Linked DNA regions of Rattus norvegicus: region 2 is linked to region 1. A link is a contact called in public Hi-C data. All regions are on one chromosome and are shown on one strand. The core of a region is the stretch at or near the end of the contact, and the rest is flanking DNA. Distances in the headings are between cores, read along the strand shown.

Region 1 (6,339 bases), core at 2,766-5,265:
GAGATTGTGAGGCTCAATGTAGGTGTGAAAAATTGAACCCAGGTCCTTCAAAAGAGCAATCAGAGCCATTTCTACAGTCCCTATTTCCAGTCTTCTAAACAGGTCCTAGTTAGAGAGAGGGCCCGTGGTACCCAAGAGCCAAGGGCATTAGGTTAACTAATCAGTAAAAACAGACCTGGCAGAAATCTGCCCTGACAAAACTTCATGGCTCCGCCCTTGGTTTGTTCCCCAGGATTCTATAAACCAGGCTTGGTGGTGTACACCTGTAACCTCAGCGTTTGGAATAATGTATAGGCAGGAGGATCGGAAGTTCCCAATCATCTATAGGGAGTTAGGGGTCAGCCTAGGCTATAGGAGATACTGTCTCAAAAACAAGGCCAACCCAAAGGCCTACATGTCTCCTGATGAGGGGACCTGGCCTGGTGGCTGTCCTGATGTGGAACAGTAACGAATCTAGAGAAGCCGGCAGCCAACACAGAGGTAAAGAAGAAGCTGAGCCGTGGGCAAGACCTCTCCAGCTGAACCACAGCAGGCAATGGGCATGGCACAGAGCAGCACCCCATACGGAGATTCTGCTGGAAGGGTCGAACCCTTCTGAAGCACCGCACCTCTGCTTGCCCTCCTGCCTCCCACCTACCCTCCTGCTGGCTGCCTGCAGCCTGCACCTGCCTCCAGCTGCCTGAGACTACACTCTGAATCTGAACACCCCACAGCCTCGGGTCACATTCGAAAGGCTGGTCCAGAGGTGGGAGTTGGCTGGCAGGACCAGGCACTGGTCATTGCAAGTCAGGCCTCACTCCTGCCTCGCTCTAGGCCTCTCATCGGTCACCACTCCAGCCACCACGGTCCTACTTTCCCTTTGCTATATAGCTTAACCAGTCTCCAACTCACAGCAATCCTCCTGCCTCTGCTTCAGAGTACTAGGAGCACAGATATGCACCACCCTGATCTGAGCTACTTCACCATGCCTTGTGCATGGGGACCTTCTGCCTTCGTCTTTCTTCCCTTACTTGGGATTAGTGTGGTCACCAACAAGCAGAAACTAACGCACTGCTGCTCTGGATGAGAGTGTGTCCCACTGAGCAACCCCCAAGACTGTACCTTGACTTTCCCAAAAAGTGAGGAGCCCCCACCCAAAGGCCCAGGAGTTTCCACACCCCCTGCTGTTATATTTTTTTTCCACCCTTAACTGCCTACACATCAATCTCGTGTGACTCTGTGTGCCAGTCTTTGACAGAAAATCACCTAGGAAAGCAATCATCTAGATGTAGTCCTCATCTAGTTATATCCCTGAGCACACATTCCATTAGAGACTCGTGTCAGAACCGTCTGAGTAACTTAATGCACGAGAAGCCCAAATGCCCGTCTGCAGAAGAATGGATATCCAAACATGGTACATGAAGACAGCATACTATACAGAGGTCATAATGTGTCCATGTGCACCACAGAGTGAGGTCCAGCCCATCCTGGGCTATGGAGGACGACTTTGATTATTGTTTTGTTTTCAGACACAGGGGCTCACTCTGTAGCCCTGGCTGGCCCAGAACTCACTTGGTAGACCAGAATGACCTGCCTGCCTCTACCAAGCAAGTGCTGGGATTAAAGGTGTGTGGCATCAACCCTAACCTTTTTTTTTTTTTTTTTTCTTTACAAAAAACCAAAGTCTTTGAAGCAGGTAGAGCTCTGAGTTTGAGGCCAGCCTGGTTGACATAACAAGGTCCAGAACATCCAGGACTTATAGAGATTCTCTTTCAAAATAAACAAACAAACAAACAAATATACAAATAAATAAATAAAACAAATAAAAGGAAGATTTAGACCAGACCACCCCACATTTCCACGCTCAGAGCCTGCTGTCCCAGGCCATGGAAGCTTGGAGCACCTGCTTCCACACACTAGGTACCTGAAACTTGAGAGGCCTCGTCTCACCACCCAGCCCCTGTCACCAGCGCCTCTGGACTGCATTTGGTCACAATGGGACGACCTCCTCCAAGTCTAGCCCTATTGCCTGAACCTAGAATGCCCTCCCCCAGCTGGTTGCTTTACCTCAGGTCCCAGATAGGCCACCTCTGACCTTCCCAGCTCAGGTGGCCCCAGCCACCACAGTTTCTTCATGTGCACAGAGGACTATGCCACCATAGTGTTTCTCCACAGACTGTTGCCTGGCCACTCACTGCTGAATCCTACGGCTGGCCCCAATAGGTAAAAGTTTATTGAATGAGGGCCGAGGAGATAGATGGCTTAGTGGGTGGGTAAACGCACCTGCTATGTAAGCCTAGACACCAGAATTTGATCCCCAGAACCCATGCAAAAGCCTAAAAGCTAGACACAGTAGCGCTGGCTTCTGTAGTCCCGATAAACCCACCGGAAATGGCAAGTAGCGCTCAGATTCTCCAGAGCTTCAAGGACCAGCTCACCTGACTTACACAGACCCAGCTTGGCAGAGAAGGGGAGAAAACTGCATCAGTCCAGCAGTTGAGGAACCTCAGGTCCTATCAGCTTTCCCAGATTAGGCTGGTTTTCAGGGTCACCAAGGAAAGGGGAGCTAAGGGGAGAAGGGCTGGACTAGAAATAGAGGCAGACCCTACACTGGGTTTGGTACTGCCCCATCTCCCTCGGTTGCTGCTCCCTGTGGTTAAGCGGGACTCTAAGGAGGAACACTAACTCCCTCTGCTGGAATTCTGGACCAGCACCGCAACTCCCTCCCGGCCAAGGGTGAGAGAGTGGTAAGTTCTGACTGCTTCCAAAGAGGACCGCCAAGTGCTTCAGGATCCTGTGCGGACGTGCAACAAGAGGGAGTTTCTCTTTTCTAAAACCAATCTGAGGTTACCTTTAACCCTGCTTGAGACCCAGGTGGCCCAGCCCCCGTGGTCACGCCCACCAGTGGCCCAGCCAATAAGGCAGGCGCATTAGCCGCTCATTGGGAGGAGGATCCGCTCAGAGTAATAGAGGAGGGACTGGCGCTGAAAGGCAGGGGCAGCTGGACTGCCACTCAGGGCTATTTGGGACTCTGCACTTTGCATTCCTGCTAGAGACTAGGTCGTCCAGGACCCATGGCCCCTTCCTGGCATGCCCGTCCAGGAGGGGAAATACTTTCATTCTTTGGGGAGTTAGTGATTCTCAACAGCTCACGCCCGATGTCAGCCTGCTCTCCCAAGTTCTATGAGGCCAGTCCCTCAAGAAGGGGCAGATTGCTGGCAAGGGGCCAGAAGCCAGCAGGAGGGCAAAACGGGCACCTACCATACTACCAGAGAAGCCGACACCCGAGCTGCCACTCTTGGGGCTATCTGACCCTACCTGATAGGCCAAGCTCCCACACTTTGCCTTTGCACACTCCCAGCCTGACCTTGGGGAAGTGGACTCTGGCCCTGGGCCTCAGTTTTCCTCCTGTGCATGCATGAAGGAGGGCGGCAGGTCCCAAAGGATCTCGGGGGTGGGAGGGTGGGGACGGGGGGAGGGTCGGGGGGTGGGCTCCTGGGGACCACTGCTGAGGTGAGACCGCCTTCCCCACTCGTTCAGTCAAGGGGTAACCTGATGTGGGAGCTGGGTATGGATGTGGGCTGAGGGGGTTCCCAAGTGTCTCAGGTGCTCGTGGAGTGCCGTTCGGCCGGGGAGACCCACGCCCTGCTCTCACACTTACATTTGGCCTCCTTCCAGTCGGTGGAGGTGCTCAGGTCCACCTTCGCGGCCATGGCCAGGGGGGCCCAGGTGCGCACCCAGGCTCCACGCCCTGCCGCCCCCCACGCCCCAACTCCCGCCGAAGGCCACGCGCAGTAGCCGTGCTGGCCCAGCGCCACCAGGGGACCGTACGCACTGCCACGGGGCCGCGGGCCACCCGCCGAGCGGCCGGGCCAGGGGCGCGGGGAGACCAGCAGCTGCCCCGCCACGCGCAGCTGTGCCAGGCGGCCGGACACTTGGCTCTGCAGCGACATGAGCAGGCGGTGCCGGGCTGCTCCCCGCCCACTCGGACTCTATTTACGGTGCTCTGGAGAGTCGCGCTCGGTCCCTTATTTACTCTGGGACGAGAGTGGCGCGTGCCAGCCCGTGGCGACCTGCTTAGAGACCGCGGGCGGCGCGCCGCTGGGCACTCTGGAACTTGTAGTCCCAGTCGGGCCCACTGCGCTCACGCACTCGTACACACACGTGCGCACCCAGCCTGTCTGTCTTCTCGAGGGTGGCTGCAGTCAACCTTCAAGGCACTCCGCGCCTGGGTTTTTCCGCCTACCTCGGCTCCTGGGTCTTTTCGCCTAGTTGCCGTAGCTCAAAACGCAGCTTGGTCCCTATCGCGTGTTTTTCAAGCATAGAGAGACCTGGACTTGTGTTGGCTCCCTACACATCACCCAGCTCTGCGTCTGGTCCACAGCAGCTGCAGGTTCCAGCCTGCCAAGGGGAGGTAATATGTGCAGTGGACCTATGTGTCAGGTTGGGGCGACTTCGCCTAGCAGAGATGGCCGGAAGAGCTAGACCTTCCATAAGCTCCAAGGGCCAAGCGGCTCCTACTGAATTCCACAGTAGCCAGCAAGACATTAGTGAGATTTGAAAGGAAGAAACCTAGGTGCCAAACCGGCGTTGTGGGGCATACAATCCCAGCATTCGGGAGGGTGAGGGCCGAGGATCGTAGGAAAGTTTAGGGTCAGCCTGACTTAACAGGGCAGCCACATCGTAAGACCCTGTTTCAGTCAACAGGTCAATCTAACAATATTAAGGAGAGAGGGACAGAGACACACAGAAAATATGAATCTGGGTGTATAGGAACACTCCGGTGAACTAAATAGGATCATTTTTTTTTCTCGTATTCCTTAATGACATATGCCTGTAACGCTAACATTCTAAAGGCAGAGAGGTTGGTCAGGAGTTCCAGGTTAGCCACTATTCATACTCAGTTCCACAACCCAGGGAGACCCTACTTTTTATTTCAAAAGAAAGAGGAGAGAGATGGGGCGGGATTTAAATCCTGGGACTGGAGAAATGACTCAGCAATTAAGAGCCCTTGATGCAGTTCCCGAGGACCAGAATTCTAGGTCCAGAGCTCACATGGTGGCTCACAAACATCTGTAACTCCAGTTCCAAGGGATGCCACGCCCTCTTCTGGCCTTGCCAGACACCAGGCATGGAAGTAGTGCACAAACACACAGGCAGGAAAACACCCGAACATAAGATTTCTTACAAATTGTTCTTGCCAGCCTTAATGGTTGAGCCATCTCTCCAGACCTTGTTCCCAAAACTTTTCAAATAAAGATTTAGCTCCTGGAAAACAAAACAAAAAGGAAAGAGAGCGAAGTGAATGACCCTCCTATTGAATCCTCAGCACAAACCTGGCAACGTAAACAATGCAGACTTCTCAGTTTAAGTTCTTGTGAGACAAGACTCTGGGGTAAGTCACCAGAATTACATGTCTCTGGCTTCATTCCTTCCTGGAAACTCTAAGAGAGCTTGTCCCAGGATTTCCCAGTGGCCAGAGGTCATGTGGCCCTTCCAATAGTTCCTTCCTGCAGTCTGACAATGGTTCAGGCTTCTCACATCTTTTATGTGGTGGGGACTTTGCTCTTGGCTTCTCCATCTACCATTTTCCAGGCTGTGCTTACACTGGCCCAATCAGGATCCAGGAAAAAGTCAGTAGTTGCCCACAATCAGCTAGCTGGTTTATGCTTCCTCAGTTTCCCTTTCCCTGAGGCCATATTCACAGGTTCCAGGATTTAGTGTGGACAGCTTGAAGGGCCTTCACTTTGCCTTCCATCCTTCCAAAGACTTGGGAGGGGACTCTGGGAAAAGACAAAGGTCCCACCCAAAAGACATTTTGACCCCTAAGAAGAAGGCTGCCTTCCACTGATGGCCTGAAATCCATGCCCTTGGGGCTCAGCTCCTGGACTCTGGATACCCAGAACCCCTGCCACCTAGTCCACACTAGATACAGCCCTCATCCCCCCCCCCTTAATTGATAGTTAGGTGTGGTGACATACCTTTTAATCCCAGCACTCAGGAGGCAGAGGCGGACAGACCAGTACAAGCCTGGTCTACAGAACAAGTCAATGCCAGCCAGGGCTACACAGATAATCCTGTCTAGAATGCCCCCCAAAAGGATATTTTTCATACAATAAAATCTTATTACATTTCCCTCTCTCCTCCCTTTCTCCAACTCCTCCCAGATCCTCACTGACTCTCTATACACCCATATCCCCCCCCCCTCTCTCATTACTCTCATTAGAATACAAACAGGCATCTAAAAACATAATAAAATAAAACCAAACAAACTAGAAAAGAGACAAGCGGGGGTTGGGGATTTAGCTCAGTGGTAGAGCGCTTGCCTAGCAAGCGCAAGGCCCTGGGTTCGGTCCCCAG
Region 2 (6,150 bases), core at 3,205-5,704, 150 kb before region 1:
GGAGACTTCAGCAGCTACGAGGATCTGGATTTGGCCAAGCCCATGGAAAGGAAGAGATGGATTCCTTCTCAGCCTCTGGAGAGGACGCAGCCTAAGGGCACCTGGATTTTAGTTCTCATCTCCAGAGCTGAGTTCTTGGGTCATGTGCCATCAGGACTGCTGTACCAGCTGGTTAGACCTCTGGACAACACAGTGAACTGCATGTATGACATTTCCAAGTGGGTCTCCAAGTAGGAGTGTGGGAAGAACTCATCTCATGCCCCCTTGTTCCACTCCCCACTGCTTCAGTGGCTGGGATCCTATAGGCCATTGTCAACTCAGTGAACTGCCCATGATCTAGCCCTGCTCAGCTCTGCAGGCATGGCCTGTGCAGTGCTCACTTCATCCCAAGACCCTTGTGGGCACAAGGGCACAGCTTCACTTGGTTTTTCTCTGGTTCCCACATGACCCTGCTCTTGCCCTGTGAAACTTACAAGTCTACCCCAGAAAGGAGAGCCTACCCTCCCAAGGCCATGTCCCTTTTGTCCTGGTCACTTACACGGCCTCATCCCCTGGAGAGGCTGCTTCTCTGTGGCTGAGGTTTCATGGCTCCTTAACTCTGGACACAGATGGGCTGCTTCTGTGCCATATTGCTCCTTTGCCTGCTGTCAGCCACCAACCCTTCCACCTGTGTTGGAAATTATTTTATTTTAACACATGGTCTCATATACTCCAGCCTGGCTTCAAGCTATGTAGCTGAAGATGACCACCAACTTTTGGTTCTCTACATCCAGAGAGCTGGAGTTAGAGGCAGGCAACAATACTATGCTCAATTTTTGTGTGGTAATGGGGATAAAATAAGGCAAGCATCCTACCCATTGAGTTATGTCTCTAGCCCATGGGGTGACTCTCTCTCCGAGTATGTGTGTGACATAAGACATTTTCCTCAATCACTCTTCACCTTATGTTTTGAGGCCTAGTTTCTCATTGGACCTGAAGCTTGCCATATTGGCTAGATTGGCCGAACAAGATCTAGGATCCACTAGCATCCACTTCTCCAGTGCTGTCACACTCAGCCTTATGTGGGTGTTGGGTATCAAAGCTCAGGTCCTCAGGATTTTGAGGCATACACTACCCACTGAGCTACTTCCCAGCCACTACGACGATTTTTTTTTTTAAGGTTTATTTATTTTATGTATGTGATGTCTTCAGACACAGCAGAAGAGGGCATCAGATCTCATTACAGATGGTTGTGAGCCACTATGTGGTTGCTGGGAATTGAACTCAGGACCTGTGGAAGAGCAGTCAGTGCTCTAAATCACTGAGCCATCTCTCCAGCCCCCCCACTATGACAATCTTTTTGATAAAGGTGTTGACACTGCTATCCTGGCTGGGGTAGAGCTTAAATCTGTAGGCCAGACTGTCCTAGGACTCAGTAATTCTCCTGTCTCAGCATCCTGAGTGTTGGGATTACAGATCTGAGCCAGCAGCCCAACTTTGTGTTGCCTATTTTTGTCACTGACTTCGGACATTTGTGGATTTGTGAATTGGGAGGCAGGGACAGCGTGTCAGGATGTGCCAGGGATTATTGGCGAGTCTGCAAGTGAGGTTTATGTGCTTAGGGATGTCAGAAGATAGGAAGTGGTGAAAGGTGCAGGACAGATGGTTTGGGAATAAGAGAATAGCTGCTAACCACCAGATAAACGGGCATTGACAAGAGCTAAAGCAAGCCATGCATGGTCGTGTACATCTGTAACCCCAGCACTCAGGAATGGGTTGGAAATCAACCTGGACGTATGAAATAGAAAATGAAAGCAAGGATTTGACTGATAATGTGATTTAGCAGGAGAACATGAGCGTAGTGTTTGAGAAGCCCTGGGTTCAATCCTGATCTCTTAAGTAAATAAAGCAACTTAAGAAAGGTTTAAATAGGGCTGGAGGATGGCTCAGTGGTTAAGAGCACTGACTGCTCTTCCAGAGGTCCTGAGTTCAAATTCCAGCACCCACATGGTGGCTCACAACCTTCTGTAATGAGATCTGATGCCCTCTTCTTAAAAAATCTTAAAAAAACAAAAAAACCAAAGTTACCTGGGAATCATTTAGAAAGTTTGATACAAAACAATAACAGTAAAGCCAGACAGTGATGGCACATGCACTCAGGAGGCAGAAGCAGGTGAGTTTCTGAGTTCGGGGCCAGCCTGGTCTATAGAGTTCTAGGACAGCCAGGGCTACACAGAAAAACTCTGTCTTGAAAACCAAACCAAACCCCCAAACCAGATGCCAAAGATGCTATTAAGAGAAGTTATAGATTAGGGGAAGAGGCGAGGGCTCAGAGGGTGCAATGCTTAGTGGATCCACGTGATAGGAGGAGAGAATTTGTCCTCTGACCCTCCTACATACTGATACGCAGACAAAAATGTTTAATAAGTATATATTGGGGGGTTGGGGATTTAGCTCAGTGGTAGAGCGCTTGCCTAGGAAGCGCAAGGTCCTGGGTTCGGTCCCCAGCTCCGAAAAAAAGAACCAAAAAAAAAAAAAAAAAGAATATAGAATATATATTGGGGGCCGAATAGCTCAGTGGGCTGCTCATCGGAAGACCTGAGTTTATTCCCAGCAACCACATGGTGGCTTACAAACATCTGTAATGAGATCTGATGCCCTCTTCAGTGTGCATCAAGACAAAGCACTCATAAAATAAATAAGTGAACATTTTCTTTTTTTTTTAAAGATTTATTTATTTATTATATATGAATACACTGTAGCTGTCTTAGACACACCAGAAGAGGGCATTGGATCTCTTTACAGGTGGTTGTGAGCCACCATGTGGTTGCTGGGATTTGAACTCAGGACCTCTGGAAGAGCAGTCGGTGCTCTTAACCGCTGAGCCATCTCTCCAGCCCCATAAGTGAACATTTTCAAAAAGTTATAAACTGAGGCTCTGGTTTCCAATTTCTCACTATAGAAGGATCACTGCCAGGTCGAGTGGCTCACACTACTGTTAACTCCACCTCGACCCTCCCCATGCACCAGTCATGCATATGGTACATGTACATACACAAATAAATCTTGAAGAAAAAAAATAAATAAAAGAGGAGGGCTGGAAAGATGGCTCAATGGGTAAAGTGTTTGCCATACAAACCTGAAAACCTACGTTCCACCTCCAGAACCCATATAAAGGTGGAGAGAACGGATTCTATAAAAGTTGTGCTCTATTCCACAGGCACCTCGGCACACACAGCCTTCCACACATTATAGACACAATACCAATGATAGCTGATAACAAAGGACACGATTTCTTTTTGGCTCCTCCCCACTCTTTTTTTTTTTTTTGAGACAGGGTTTCTCTCTTTAGTCTGGAGTCTGGAACTCACTCTGTAGACCAAGCTGGCCTCTACTCAGAGATCCACATGCCTCCCTAGTACTGGAATTAATGGCAGACACCATGCCTAGCCTGTACTTGATTTTTCTTAATCTTGAAGAGAGCTTTTCCACCCTGGCCTCTATTTCCTGGACTAAGGAGTCCATATAGGAGCTGGGGTTGGGACTCGTCAGGACAAGGACCTCTACTCTGGAGGGTAAAAGGAGTCTCTGTGGCTCAGTGCTAGCTATAGCTGTGCTATCAAGAAGTAAATGCCTTCTCCTGCAAACTCGCTGGTGTTTGCTTTTCTGGGTACACAGGACCTGCAAATGGGAGTATCCATTTCTCAGAATGGAGACATAACCCAAAGAAAATAGGTAGCTTTGGCAAAAGTTAGCAAGGACGGCCACTTTTTGGCACAGGTTTTGTTTGAGACAAAACAACCAAGCCTTGCCTGAAACTCCAGGATTACCTTGAACTCCTGACCCTCCATGTCTCCAGCTTTCACGTGTTCGCATTATGGACTCAAGTCCACGCTTTTAAATGGCTCTGCTTTCTCAGATAGGAGGACATATAGCCAAAGTTAGGTCGAGGCTTTTGGTTTTGATATCAAAGGAAGATGCTCTCCGTGCTGGAAACAGGTCTTCAAAGCCTGTAGAGAACAGGCTCAGTGGTCAGAGGCGAGAGGCCGCGATTTCGGGGCTCCGAAGGGCGTCAGAAGGTTGTCACCTCTTCCTGTAGTGGCTCCGCACTGCAGCTACTGCCCAGTACCTTGAATGCATTCGCAGCTGTGATCAACCTTCTAGTGTCTTTAATTCCATCTTGTTCTTTATCTCAGTTACACAACCTGCGTTTCAAACTTCAGTATACAGAAAACAGAAGTGACTCAAGGAGGTCCTTAGCACCCCAGGACCTTTGGGAAAGTGGAAGTGTGGAAGCGTGCGTTGGGTCCATCCGCTTCTCCCGAGGACTCTAGCCCCTAAGCTCCCCAGGGCAGCAGCAGCAGCCCAGGCCCTGACAACCGCCAAAGGGAGCCTGTTGCTAGGGGCGTTGCGAAGGCGGGGCCACAAGGAGGGGCTCCCTTCCGGGAGGAGGGCAATTAATAACCCGGAAGCGATCGCCAGTGCAGCGCTGTTTAAAGATGGCGGCGGAGGAACCTCAGCAGCAGAAGCAGGAGCCGCTGGGCAGCGATTCCGAAGGTACGAACGGAGGGAAGGATGTTCTGCCCGGGGTAGCGGGGGCAAGCCTTGGCTGGTCGTTCCCGAGGAGCTCGGGGAGGCAGAGCCCCGGGGACTGGGCGTAGCGTGCGACGGAGCCCTTCACCACGTCTTCTCCCCTCCCCCTCACAATGGAAGCAGGGCCGCGGCGACCCCCGGCCGGGCGGGGCGGCCAGGGCCCGGGCTCGGCCTCTCGCGCACGCCTGGGGCGGGGCCTGGACCGCCCCGCCTCCGCCGGTACCGCGGCCTCGGCTGGCTCCCGCAGTCTGCCCGCCTGAGTCCTCGCAGTCTAGCCGAGGCCTAGGCCCGGCCCGCCTTTGCCGGAGCTGCTGAAAGGCGTTGAGTAACGCCGGGCTTCCAAGGACGAAGTCCCTGGTGGGCCGTTCTGGATGCCATTGGCGGCCCTTTTCCTTAGAGCTTGTTCTGGCCTTCCGGCTCCTTTGAACAGGCATTGTTTTCCTAGATCCCTGGTCCTTAAAAAAAAAAACAAAAAAAACAAAAACTGGTCACACCTTCTCCCTGTCTACCGAGAACTTGGGCTCTAGGGGTTGTCCCGTTTTAGGACATGGTGAGAAGCTCAGCTGAGAACTTGGAATAATCAGGCCCCAAAGGATTGGCTTTAAAAAGCCAATACACGCACACCCTACTCTAACTCCACACTACATACTAGAGGTTGAGGGCTAGGAAACCCAGATACGAAGAAAGAAATTGTTCTCCATCACATCTAAGAAGGATCCAGGACTAGAATTAGTGTCTCCTGACTCCTACAGTAGCTGCTTAGAGTCTTCAGAATGAACGTCCTGAATCCATGGATAACTCAAGAGAGTGCTTAGGTAGTAGTTGCTGCTGGCACAATCCCAGCATATTTTGATGATGGGATCAAGGTAACGGCATTAATCCATTTTGCCAGTGAGGGGAGAGGGCTTTATAGTTAAGTGGCAAGTGATATGTCCAAGAGCTCAGGCTGAAATTGTGCAAATGTGGACTTGCTCATTATGACCTTTGACCTTGGACAAGATGGAGTCATTTCTCTATTTGTTTCTTTAATTTGGAAAGTGAGCATACATGGGACCACAGAAGGACAAAGGGCGTGTCTCAATAAAGTGCAGGCTTACTTTCTACCTAGGGCACCACCCCTTCATCTTGCTTTCTCCCAGAGGCTCCCTTCCCCAGAGCATTCCCAAGATGCTACAGAGTGCTGATAGAAAGCAGGGAGCTGCAGGAGAGCTTGGGGGTGATCTTTACATTGTCATTTTATTTATTTGTATTTACTTATTTCTTGAGGTTGTTAGAAATAGAAACCAGGGCTTTATACCCACAGGACAAATATATCTTTACCACTGGGCCTCAACCCCAGCCCTATTATTTTTTTCTTCCAAGATAAAGGCTTGCCATATTTGCAGAGCTGATGTCTTAATTCCTAGGCTTCTGCATCCTGGTCTGGTCTGCAATTGCTGGGACTTAACAGCCGTGCACTGTGATGCTTAGCTGCTCCTTTTTAGAGATTGGCTACACAGACCTGTGGTCTTCCTGCCTTAGCCTCCCAAATGACACCATATCCAGCTACCTTCAAAAGATGAGGAGATGAGAACTCGA

The links. Hi-C and Micro-C count contacts between places; a contact is called where the count stands out from the background.
Region 2: a Hi-C map of liver shows a contact between it and region 1, with 2.7 times the contacts expected there. The contact joins the promoter of Otub1 here to the promoter of Macrod1 in region 1. A contact is called at or near these places in 11 of 12 Hi-C or Micro-C datasets (the A7r5 cell line, the Rat2 cell line, Schwann cells and 6 more) and 1 of 1 datasets of contacts at active chromatin or transcription factors (oligodendrocytes).

Annotation. Positions count from the first base shown.
Region 1 is chr1:213,673,153-213,679,491 of GRCr8, reverse strand. Macrod1 (mono-ADP ribosylhydrolase 1) reads right to left here and starts at 4,015. Exons shown (of 11, transcript NM_139337.2): 1 at 3,641-4,015. The coding sequence starts at 3,932.
Region 2 is chr1:213,822,983-213,829,132 of GRCr8, reverse strand. Otub1 (OTU deubiquitinase, ubiquitin aldehyde binding 1) reads left to right here and starts at 4,454. Exons shown (of 7, transcript NM_001106332.1): 1 at 4,454-4,536. The coding sequence starts at 4,479. It also overlaps a transcript of Macrod1 not described here.